Linked DNA regions of Mus musculus: regions 2 and 3 are each linked to region 1. Evidence: chromatin contacts called from public HiChIP or PLAC-seq data. All regions are on one chromosome and are shown on one strand. Each heading gives the region's core, a stretch centred on a gene start, on an enhancer-like site or on the middle of the called end of the contact. The rest is flanking DNA. Distances are from core to core; before and after follow the strand shown.

Evidence for each region. HiChIP or PLAC-seq counts read pairs in DNA pulled down with a chosen protein or histone mark.
Region 2: an H3K27ac HiChIP or PLAC-seq map of embryonic stem cells shows a contact between it and region 1, with 9 read pairs. The contact joins the enhancer-like site here to the promoter of Jagn1 in region 1. A contact is called at or near these places in 9 of 39 promoter capture datasets (the 3T3-L1 cell line, the C10 cell line, the HPC-7 cell line and 3 more), 1 of 15 datasets of contacts at CTCF or cohesin (large pre-B cells), 12 of 484 Hi-C or Micro-C datasets (B cells, CD8 T cells, the HL-1 cell line and 4 more), 10 of 115 datasets of contacts at active chromatin or transcription factors (the SCID.adh cell line, effector CD8 T cells, embryonic stem cells and 4 more) and 1 of 9 other capture datasets (adipose tissue).
Region 3: a contact with region 1 is called in a CTCF HiChIP or PLAC-seq map of the NIH/3T3 cell line, with 18 read pairs. The contact joins the promoter of Vhl here to the promoter of Jagn1 in region 1. A contact is called at or near these places in 13 of 39 promoter capture datasets (the 3T3-L1 cell line, 3T3-L1-derived adipocytes, the C10 cell line and 5 more), 5 of 15 datasets of contacts at CTCF or cohesin (the NIH/3T3 cell line, embryonic stem cells, large pre-B cells and 1 more), 18 of 484 Hi-C or Micro-C datasets (the AML12 cell line, CD8 T cells, Th1 cells and 12 more), 16 of 115 datasets of contacts at active chromatin or transcription factors (the NIH/3T3 cell line, the SCID.adh cell line, T-cell acute lymphoblastic leukemia and 7 more) and 4 of 9 other capture datasets (adipose tissue, embryonic stem cells, liver and 1 more).

The regions. Positions count from the first base shown.
Region 1 is chr6:113,440,589-113,444,108 of GRCm38.p6, forward strand. Jagn1 (jagunal homolog 1) reads left to right here and starts at 1,981. Exons shown (of 2, transcript NM_026365.3): 1 at 1,981-2,209. The coding sequence starts at 2,121.
Region 2 is chr6:113,667,054-113,670,573 of GRCm38.p6, forward strand. It overlaps Irak2 (interleukin-1 receptor-associated kinase 2), which reads left to right. Exons shown (of 13, transcript NM_172161.4): 4 at 3,146-3,240. Among named protein-coding and RNA genes, the nearest start is that of Tatdn2, 28 kb to the right of the region's middle. Within about 2 kb of position 1,653, at least 232 of the 459 cell types and tissues checked have an H3K27ac peak or open chromatin away from gene starts, as enhancers often do. A contact at or near this core is called in B cells, CD8 T cells, adipose tissue and 6 more, where this site is marked.
Region 3 is chr6:113,622,135-113,625,654 of GRCm38.p6, forward strand. Vhl (von Hippel-Lindau tumor suppressor) reads left to right here and starts at 1,860. Exons shown (of 3, transcript NM_009507.4): 1 at 1,860-2,244. The coding sequence starts at 2,007.

The sequences.
Region 1 (3,520 bases), core at 731-3,230:
GGGGGAATCCAGGAGGCATTTTGGAGATAGTCGTAGTTATCTAATCCCCACTGGGGTTCAGTTTGGGAGTATGTTTGCTGACATCAACTTGTATACGGCTCACAAATGATGTTAGAGCTGTGAGATAGTTCCTTCACGATGCATCCTTGGCTCCTCCTTACATTGAGACCGCCCCAGGAGCTGAGCAAGCTGAAAGATCATAGAACTTCATGTAATTTTTGTGAGGTGAGTCCTTTTGGGGTGCTGCATAGACTCTGAAGGTGAGCAGGCCCAGGCTGGCAGGCCCCACAGCTCTCTGAATTACCCTGAGGACACTGCTGGCAGCCTCGGCTCTGGCAGGGTGCCTCAGCCATATTTCAACTCTAAGATCTTCCAAGTTCAGCTCTAAAGCCACTGGGTTATTTCTTGCTTCTGCTACTGAAGTAGACTTCACCTTTCTCCCCTCCAGCCCAGTCTCCATACAGCAACTAGATATGTTCAGATAGGTAGGTAGGTAGGTAGGTAGGTAGGTAGGTAGGTAGGTAGGTAGAAGAGATCTTACTGTATTGCCTAGGCTGACCTCAAACTCATGCTTCAACTTCCCAAGTGCTGTGATCACAGGCATACACTCCTATGCCCAGTACAGCCATTTGTTTGCCTTAAAAAATAAAAATCAATTTAAAAAAATCTTATGTGTGTTTGGGTATTTGACCTGCGTGTAGGTCTGTATACAGTATGAATGCAGTGCCCACCTAGGCCAGAAGAGGGTGCTAGAGACTCTGGAACTGGAGTTTCAGTGAGTTGTGAGCTGTAGGTGTTGGGAGCCAAACCCCAAAGGGGTGGTGAGATGGATCAGTGGCTAAGAGCGATTGTTCTTGAAAAGGACCTGAGTTGGATTTCCAGAGCCTGCATGGTAGCTCACAACAAGCGCTCCAGTTCCAGGGCATTTGGGGGTTTGACGGCCTCTCCTGACTTCCCCTGGCACCCGACATGCATTCGCTGTATAACACATCCGGCAAGGAGAACACTCTGTGAGTTCAAGGCTACCCACATAGCAAATGCCAGGACATAGTGAGACTCTGTCTCAATAAAACAAACAATCTGGGTCCTTAGCAAAAACAGTAGGTACTCTTAACCACTGTTAATAACTCTCCAGTTATTAATTATTTAATTAATTTATTGGCAAACGTTCAACACAGGCCAGGCTGGCCTCAATGAACTCCTCCTGTTCCTGCCTCCACCTTTCACGTTGAGGAGATTACAAATATTCACAGCCATCTTTGTTCCAGTTAGCCCTCAGGACGCAGGGTCTCAGACTATGGAGAGCATTGCAGGGAGGAAGAGATGCCTCTTTACTGCTTCAGCCTCTGAGTGACGCCTCTCAGCATTGACCACCCTATACTTTTCGTTGTATAACGTCTTTGCTCTGGACCCTAACCCCAAGGTTGTGTGGAGCTTCAGGAAATATAGATGTGCAACAAGCCACTGGGCAAAGATGCCAAGTCTAGTTAGGTATGGTTTAAGACTATAATCACGCCTTGGGAGATTGAAGCAAAAAAGACCGTCAAGAGTTCGAGGCCAGCATGAAGCACATGAAGCCCTGTCTCAAGAATTACAACTTAAGGTCTGGGTCAGCCGTTAAGAGGTCAATAGAACTAGGTTTAAATCCCAGCACTCACAGTATAGCTAGCAAATCTATCCTATGTCCTCTTCCAGCCTCTGCAGGCACAAAAACCACACGTGGTGCATAGACAGACAGACAAAACACCCATACACAAGTAATTATTTTAAATGCTTTAAATGAAGTTAAAAGGGGTTTGCTGGGGGCTTGGTTGCTCGGCATCAGCGGCCTGGGGTTCGGTTCTGCACGATGGGATCTCTGGGCAGGTCAGTGAACCATTTCTAGGGACTGTTAATTCCGCAATCGCTCTACTCTGGCAAAGAACCTCAGAAAGGCCAAGAACGCATGCGCGAAGAAGGAACCACAGAGTCAGTCCTCCCAGGATAGAGAGGCCGGAAGTTCTCCCGGAGCTCCACGCCGTGTAGTGAAAGCCGGGCCGAGGTAGCAGGGAAGGGGTTCGCAGGGTGCTTGGCTGGGTGTGTGAGCAGAGGGTCGGCGTTAGGGGCCTTAGTTCTGTACAATGGCGTCTCGGGCAGGCCCGCGAGCGGCCGGCACCGACGGCAGCGACTTTCAGCACCGGGAGCGCGTCGCCATGCACTACCAGATGAGGTACGAGGTGAGCCAGGCGTACCGAGGCCTTTCCCGGCGGAGCCTGCAGATCCTGGGAAGAAGCGACGCCAGTGGTCCTCACGCTGTCGCCCCCCAGCCAGTTGTCGTGTACCCGCCAGGTCCCCTGCTCTAACGACCTCTGCTCTGTTTCCAGGCCGGGGAAACCCCGTGGCCCACCTTGGTCCGACTTATTCTTTGAGGGGATCCAGCCTGCACAGGCTCGTGGTTCGGTGCTGGCCCCCTGGGTGACCTTGGGAACGCCACTGCCACTTTTCTTTTTCAAGTCTAGATCCCACGGTAGCGTCCAGGCTGATCTCGAACTCACAGCCTTCTCTTTAGTCTCCTGAGTGCTTCTGGCTTTTCAGGGATGCACTTGGCCTGAGAACTCCTTAACATTTTTAAAGATTTTTATTTTTAATTTCGTGTGTGTGTGTGTGTGTGTGTGTATTTGTGCACGTGAGAGCAACTGCTCGCAGAATCCAGTAGAGGGCGTTGGAGCTGGAGTTACACATGGCATTTGGAGTCTACCCGAGGTTGGTGCTGAGAGCCAAGCCCAGAAAGGTGGCAAGCCATGTCTCTAACCACACGTCAGAAGTGATTTTGGAAGCTAGAGTTGTGGTTCATGAACCCAAACCGCCTCCACTGCAGCGAGCCTACTCTCCAGCTCCAACTCGGGTTATTTCCAATTGGAGTCTCAGTTTTCACATTTTTAGAGGGAGAAAATTTCATGATTTTTAGGTTTTGGTGAGGAATTAGCAAGTCGTTTGTGTAAAGGCACAGCATAGGAGTGTGGTGGCTGCTAAACTTGGGGCTGTCTGGATGTGGGTGGTAAAAGGTGACCCTGTCCATCCTGAGGTTTAGGAATACGTCCATATAAGGAGATCTTTCTACGTTCCTTTATTTGTTTGATAAACTCTTACAGGCTATCTATCCATCCTGTCTGTATTGTGTTCTGCACTGAGTCTTTCTTTCCCTCACCTGCCTCTGTCCTTCCTTTAGTGGTTTTTCGAGATGGGGTTTCTCCTTGTAATTCCAGGCTTTCTTGGAACTCACTTTGTAGACCAGGCTGGCATCAAACTCAGAGACCCACCTACCTCTGCCTGATAAGATTAAAGGCGTGTGACACCACCTGTAGACCCTATCTTTATGGAAGATGTCACATGAAGTTTACAAAGAGTTTCAATGCAGTCAAGTCTTTTTTTTTTTTTTCTTCAATTATAAAGTCCTTTTTATTAGTCAAAATCACAATCACCTTGATTAAAAGGGCAGAATATTCCACCCTCAGCAGAAAAACAACACAGTGATAGAAAA
Region 2 (3,520 bases), core at 403-2,902, 230 kb after region 1:
TCTCCCATCAATTTCAGCAAAAGAAAAAATAAGGATTTGCTCAAGGTGATTTAACCATGGGGTTTGAGCACTTCTACCTCCCCCATACAGCCTACGCTGCTGTCCCAGAGCCTTGCAGAGAGCACTGTATGTGTGTCCAGCCTCTCATCTCCTGTAACCTCTGGCCTGCAAGCTCAAGATCCCAGAGCCATAAAATGCAGCTCACTGAGGAGCCCGAAGCTAGCCAGTCCTGCATGGAGCAGTCACTGTTAGGGGCTTGGGCCAGAGGTTGACCCACCAGTGCTTACATTCCCTCTCAGCCTCATCATTTCTGAGTTCCTCCATCTGTAAATGGGTAAGAACAGAGCCCATTGCATCCTATTGCAGAGAATCAGGCACCTTAGCTGGGTGGATGGTGTGTGTGTGTGTGTGTGTGTGTGTGTGTGTGTGTGTGTGTGTGTGTATGTGTGTGAATGAAAATTCCAGGCCAACATGGTTTCTTTAGGCATGTGCCTCTGCAGATACCAGAGCTGGTAACCATATGGATCTGTGTGAGGGGACAGGGAAATCCAGTTAAAAACAACTCCATAGCCAGTAGAAAGGTGTGCAAAACAACTGCCGATGGAAGCCACAGCTGGGCTGGAGAATGTTTCACTTCCCTCAGCTGTTCCTTACTTTCCTGCTACATAGTAATAAAAGACCACGCCATCCCTTCCCATAGTGAGAAGCAGGCTTTACAGACTCAGAGGCAGATAGATGTTAACACCTCACAGCCCATTGTCCTATTCTGATCTCCCCCGCAGGCCCAGGATCTCCAGGCATTCCAGAGCAACAGGTCCGTGGCCTTTACCGGATGCCTGGCTCCATATGATGTTTCTTTAGTCATTACAGGGGATGCGTGTGAATGGTCGCTCAGGTCTGAGTGCTTGGAAGACTGGAGTAGCTCATTTCTGGGCAGGCAACACCACCGGGCAATCAGGTCAGGGCTGGCTGTCCTGTCCTCACAGATTCTAGCTGGGTGGTGGGGGATAATGCCTTTAATCCCAGCACTTGGAGGCAGAGGAAGATAGGTCTCCAAGTTTGAAAAAAGAAAGAAAAGAAAAGAGAAGAAAAAGGAAGAAAAGAAGAGAAGAGAAGAAAAAGGAAGAAAAGAAGAGAAGAGAAGGAAAAAAGGAAAGAAAGAAAGAAAGAAAGAAAGAAAGAAAGAAAGAAAGAAAGAAAGAAAGAAAGAAAAAGTATGGCTTCTATAGCTCTTAAGGGGCCAGGGGAGAATCTAGTGTGGTCTAAGTCGGACCTGGAGTCAGACTGTGAACACAAGGACCTTGTGCTCTCTACAGTTTCTATATCCAGTTCCAAGCCAGGGTTGCATAATGAGACCCCATCTCAAAAAAAAAAAAAAAAGAAAAAAAAGAAAAAAGAAAAAAAAAAGGAGGAAAAGTGTGTGTGGAGGGGGCTGGCAGTTAATGCTAAGTCAAGGACTATTTCCTGTAACTAAAGATATCGAAGAAGGAAGGGGAAAAATGTGCTGACCTATGAACCCCAATTCCTGATAGGTCCTCAGACCCGGGCCAAACTGCTGTTCCTTTGCCAAAGGGAGAAAGATAATGAGAGGGGAGGTGGGGGAGGAGCGGGCGGGTGCCAGGGCCTCTCTGTACTTTCACCATTAGCCTTTGTGTGGCCCACATTCCTGAGTGGCCCTGGGGAGCAGGTGTGCCGGGGCCACTGGGCCTGTCCCTGCAGTCCCTCCCACAGAAGCGGAAGTTCTATTTCTGAGTTGAAACAGGAGGAGTTATTCTTTCCATTGATTACTGAGGCCACTCAGCCCTGGGAAAGCCCCAGATTTCAGGCTTGTGGTCTGTCCGGGGAAGTTGCTGTTTGAGGGCGTTTTTTATTTTAGAGGAAAAGTTTGGGCGCTTGGAGCGTTGTATTTTGAGGACTTTTATGTTGAGATGAATGGGTCCTGCGGTGTGTCCCCGACCTTCCATGAACCCGTGCAGCGCTCAGCAGACAGGAAGTTACACACTAGGCCCTCTGTGATCCACTGTGGCAACAGTGTATACAGTGTATGTAGTGTTTGCAGTACAGTGTGTGTGTGTGTGTGTGTGTGTATGGTGTATTGTGTGTGTGGTATGGTATGAAGTGTGTGTGTGTGTGTGATGCATGGAGTTTGGTGTGTTTATGGGTGTGTGTGGTGTATATTGTGTGTGTGGTATATGTTGTAGTATGTGTAGTTTCTTATTAAGAATCTGCAGTGTCCACACAGACAACGAAAGCAGTGCATTGAAGGCTCTGTGCTGCTGTCCAGGCTGCAAGGGTGGTCCATGGTTACTTCATCGGCTGGGCTGCTCTGCCTTGCCCGGCCATCCGGGGAAACCTTAGACAGTTCTTTGAAAACATTTAAAAAATGGAAAATCTTGGCCAGGTGGTGGTGGTGGTGCAAGCCTTTAATCCCAGCTCTCATGAGGCAAAGGCACCTTGGTCTACAGAGAGCTCCAGGGTAGCCAGAGCTACACAGAGAAACCCTGTCTCAAAAAACAAAAACAAGAACAAACAGACCAACCCACTCGAGTAGACGGTTCATGCTTCCATCAGCCGGCTTCAGTGATGATCAGACTTCTGGTGACCCAGCGGCCATTGAGGAACTGGTTCCAGAACTCCTTCCTGCAGGGTACCAGAGTCTATGGATACTTGAGTCCCTTCTGCAAAGTAGCATGATAGGTGCTTGATTCAGCCCTGGCTACTGGTACCCACAGGATGGAGGTGCCTGGGTATTTACCAAGTGAGTGCTGAGCCTCCCCTCCCCCTCCGTGCCCTTGATTTCCCCAGTCCTTCAGGCCACCCCAGGTAGAACAGCATCTGCTGTGGAACCACACTGGAGGTTTCTCTGTGTCCTCTGCCAGGCAGTGGCACAGGGGCAGCACAGGGGCATCCCCCATCATGTGACCCCGGCTGCTCAGGACACCTCCCACTTCCTGGTCTCCTCCTGTCATTCAAGATGACAAATTGCACCTGTTGCAAGATGTCACCAGGCTTAAAAGGATTGACACCATGGAGCTGGCCTCCCCCACCCCCTCCGCGGTGTCAGGAGGTGACAGCACTGACTGAGGGAAAAGGTCGCTTCGGGATGCGTCCCCAGGCAGAGTGTTGACTGTGTTGTCCTTTCTAGGGCCCATCATGGCTGGGGCCCAGCGGCAGCGTCCGTGCGAGATGGATGCCCCTTGTTCCCTGAAAACTGATGCACCCGACTCTCCCCAGTCTAAGGTAAATCCACCCTGTGCTTCTATCCCAGTTGTGTCTTGGCTCGTGGTCCTCTCAGAAACAGTTTCTTCATTCCCTGAGACCAGTGTGGGAGTGGGGAGGACAAGGGACCCACAAATGTCTCCCCAAACTTCTGAGATTAAGGATACTCATCAGCAGAACAAGGGGTGTGTGCTGCACTGAGTTTGCGGGTCTTGGTCGGTTGTGTCTTTGGGGCATGATTCAGGGCCCAGTGAAGTACCCTAGCACTGAGTCCCAGCCCGGGCCAGGATTCATGTTTGCC
Region 3 (3,520 bases), core at 610-3,109, 180 kb after region 1:
GTTGTCCTGTGTCCTTCCACACTAGCCTTTCAGCATTCTGAAGGCAGAGACTGGTTCTATCACATGGCCCATTCAGTAGACATGTGCTAAACATAATATTAGACAAAATACTAAATTTGGTCTAGGCACAGAGGTAGGTGGCTCGCGTGTCATACATAAAGCTCTGGATTTCTCAACACTGAAAATAAAGAACCTACCTGAAAAATGGGGAACTAAAAATTCAAGAGAATTTAGAAGCCCTGGAGAGCTGACTCAGTGGTTAAGAGCACTGGTTGCTCTCACAGAGGACCTGGGTTCAATTCCCAGTTCCCACAACAGGCAGCTCACAGCGACTTCTGACTCCAGCTCCAGGAAATCCAATCCTCCCTGTGTTCATCAGCCCCTGGATGAGCTCACACATGCACACCCGTACATTTTTAATTTTTTGTTTATTTATTTACTTTGGTTTTTTGGGTTTTTGAGACAAGGTTTCTCTGTCTGTCCTGGAACTCACTTTGTAGACCAGGCTGGCCTCGAACTCAGAAATCCTCCTGCCTCTGCCTCCCAAGTGCTGGGATTAAAGGCGTGCGCCACCACTGCCCGGCCCGTACATTTAAAAAAAGCTCATCTGATGAAACTTCTGCCAGAAATGTCTATGGAAAAATGGCACTGAATGTTATCTGATAGTAGTTGTATGCTAATTCTTTGAACCAGTCATGGTAGCACATATCTAGAATGCCAGTACTTGGGAGGCAGACACAGGAGTGCCACTAATTTGAGGCCAGCCTGGGCTATATATATTCAGCTGCAAGGCAATGGGAACTATGCAATAAGTCTGCGTCTAAAAAGAAAAAGACAAAATATTTTAAAATTCTATTCACAAACATAAAAAAGTTTGAAAGGAAACAAAAACTGGTAATACTGTTTTCTGGGAATGCAGATGGAAAAGGAGGGAAAGTTTTACTTTTGTACTCTGGAAGACATTTTGAAATGTGTAGTTAAAAATAGAGACAGACTCAAACTCATCAATGAGAAAAACTTTAAATAATAGCATAGGTGGGCCCGGCAGCGGTGGTACTCAGCTTTTATATCAACACTTGGGAGGCAGAGGCAGGAGATTGGAGGTCAGACTGGTCTACAGAGTGAGTTCCAAGAGAGCTGGAGCTACCCAGAGAAACCCTGTCTTGAAAAACCAAAAAGCAAAGGCAGAAGGGGAAATATGGCAAGCCCGTGGAGATCTTAAGAGAAGAAATTAAATTTAAGTACACTCAAAAAAAAAAAAATATATATATATATATGAGGCTCATGCCTGTAATTCCAGCACTCTGGAGTCAGAGGCAGGAGATCACTCTTAAGTTTGAAGCTGGTTTGGTCTGTACACGGAATTCCAGACCAGCCAGGGGGAAACAATGCTACCCAAAAAAAAAAAAAAAAAAAAATCCAACTGCCCTTGGTCCCTGTTCTCTGGAGTCTGAGGCAGGGAGATCTTTGAGTTCAGGACAAGCCGGATATACATAATGAGTTCTAGGCCTACATAGTGAGACCCTACCTCAAAGCAAGTCTTTCTGGCATGGAGATAACGGCTTTAATCCCAGTACTCTGGAAGCAGAGGCAGGCAGATCTCCGAGAGTTCGAGGCCAGACTGATCTAGGGTGTGAGTTCCAGGACAGCCAGGATTACACGAAGAAACTCTATCTTGGGGGAAAAAAAAAAAAGAAGGAAAAAGAAAAGGAAAGGAAACAAACAGAAACCCAACTGTAGGAGGTGGAATTTATAACCCGGGGCTCCGCCGCGGCCCCGCCCCGCCGCCCCGCCGCCCCGCCCACTGCTGCGGCCCCGCCCACCGCCGCGGCCCCTGGCTCCGTGCCGCCCCGCCCCCCAGTTTGAGGGCTCCCGGCGGCCATTTCCGCCTTCAAGTTGCCCGGAGCGCGTCTGGGACCGGCAGACCTGTCCCGGAGCGCGTAGATCCGCACGCACGCACGCGCCGCCCACGTCCAGCTTGCGAATCCGAGGGACCCGTTCCAATAATGCCCCGGAAGGCAGCCAGTCCAGAGGAGGCGGCGGGGGAGCCCGGTCCTGAGGAGATGGAGGCTGGGCGGCCGCGGCCGGTGCTGCGCTCGGTGAACTCGCGCGAGCCCTCTCAGGTCATCTTCTGCAACCGCAGCCCGCGCGTCGTGCTGCCTTTGTGGCTCAACTTCGACGGCGAGCCTCAGCCCTACCCGATCTTACCACCGGGCACCGGCCGCCGCATCCACAGCTACCGAGGTACGAGCCGCGCGCTAGGCCGCTGCTGCTGTAACAGGCGGGGCGCTTTCTCTCCGACCCCGAGCATCTTGTCCCTACCCACTGCATCTACCCCGAGAAAATGCCCGGCCCCTACCAGTGATTTCGGATGCAGTGTTAACCCAGTTCCCGGTCAGGTTCGGCATGCGAACCTGCCTTGGTGATGACAACTTGGAGGGTTACAGACAAAAAAAATGTATGAACAGACAAGAACCAGCCTGTGTCATAATTGCTGCGCTAGGCACCGAGCTTAGAGGTTTGCGAAAGCATGGGCAGAGTGTGGGTGCGTCCAGGTGAAGAAAGAGCACGCAGCTTAGGAGAACCGGAGTAGGATAAGTCAGCTGAGGGAGTTAACAGTTGTAGTTGGGGGATCACCTTTACCGATTGGCGTCTTGGCCGAAAACAAGTGAGTATGGGATAACGGGTTGAACTCTCGATCTTTCTGCCTTCGCCACTGATTTCAGGTTTGTACCAAGCCTGACCACGTAAGCTTATTAACTGTGACAAGCATCAGTGGAAGTCAGTCAGTTCTATCAGTGTCATGACTGGATGGCTATGAAAAACAAGTGAAGCCGCTCTCAGGTGTACAATCCCCAGGACTCAGAAAACCGAGGCAAGATGACTGCACCAGGCTTTTTTGGTTTGCCGCCAAACAGTGAGAGAAAAAGTTCAAAAGTTGATTTTAGCCGTAGTGAATTGGGGCTGTTTGACATTGCCTTATTTATGTATTGAAAAAAAATGTACCCAGATCTGTGTGTGGTAGCCCAGGACTCAGGAGGCCAAGACAGAAGGATTTCACTGAGTGCAAGTCCAGCCTTGGCTAAGCCCCAAGATTGTGTCTGAAGCAACCAGCCAGACAGCTGAGTGATGTGGGAATTTTGTAGATCAGGCTGGCCTCTCACTGAAATCCAACTTCCTTCTGCCCCCTGAGTACTGGGATTAAAGCAAAGGCCTTTGTCACCAAGGCCGGTTTATACTGCTCTTTCAGGGTTAGCTTCTCAGTACCCAGGTCAGGCAGCTCACAAGTTTCCATTACTCCAGCTCCAGGGATCCGAGGTCCCTGCTCTTACTTGGGAAAAGAAACCCTAACCTTGGCAGTTTGAATAAGAGTGACTCCTATAGGCTAATATATCTGAATGCTTAGGGTGTAGTCCTAAGGATTAGTTTGAAAGTGGTGAAGGATGAGTAGGTGTGGCCTGGTTGGAGGAAGTGTGCCACTAGGGATGGGCTTTGAGGTTTCAGAAGCCTAAACCAAACT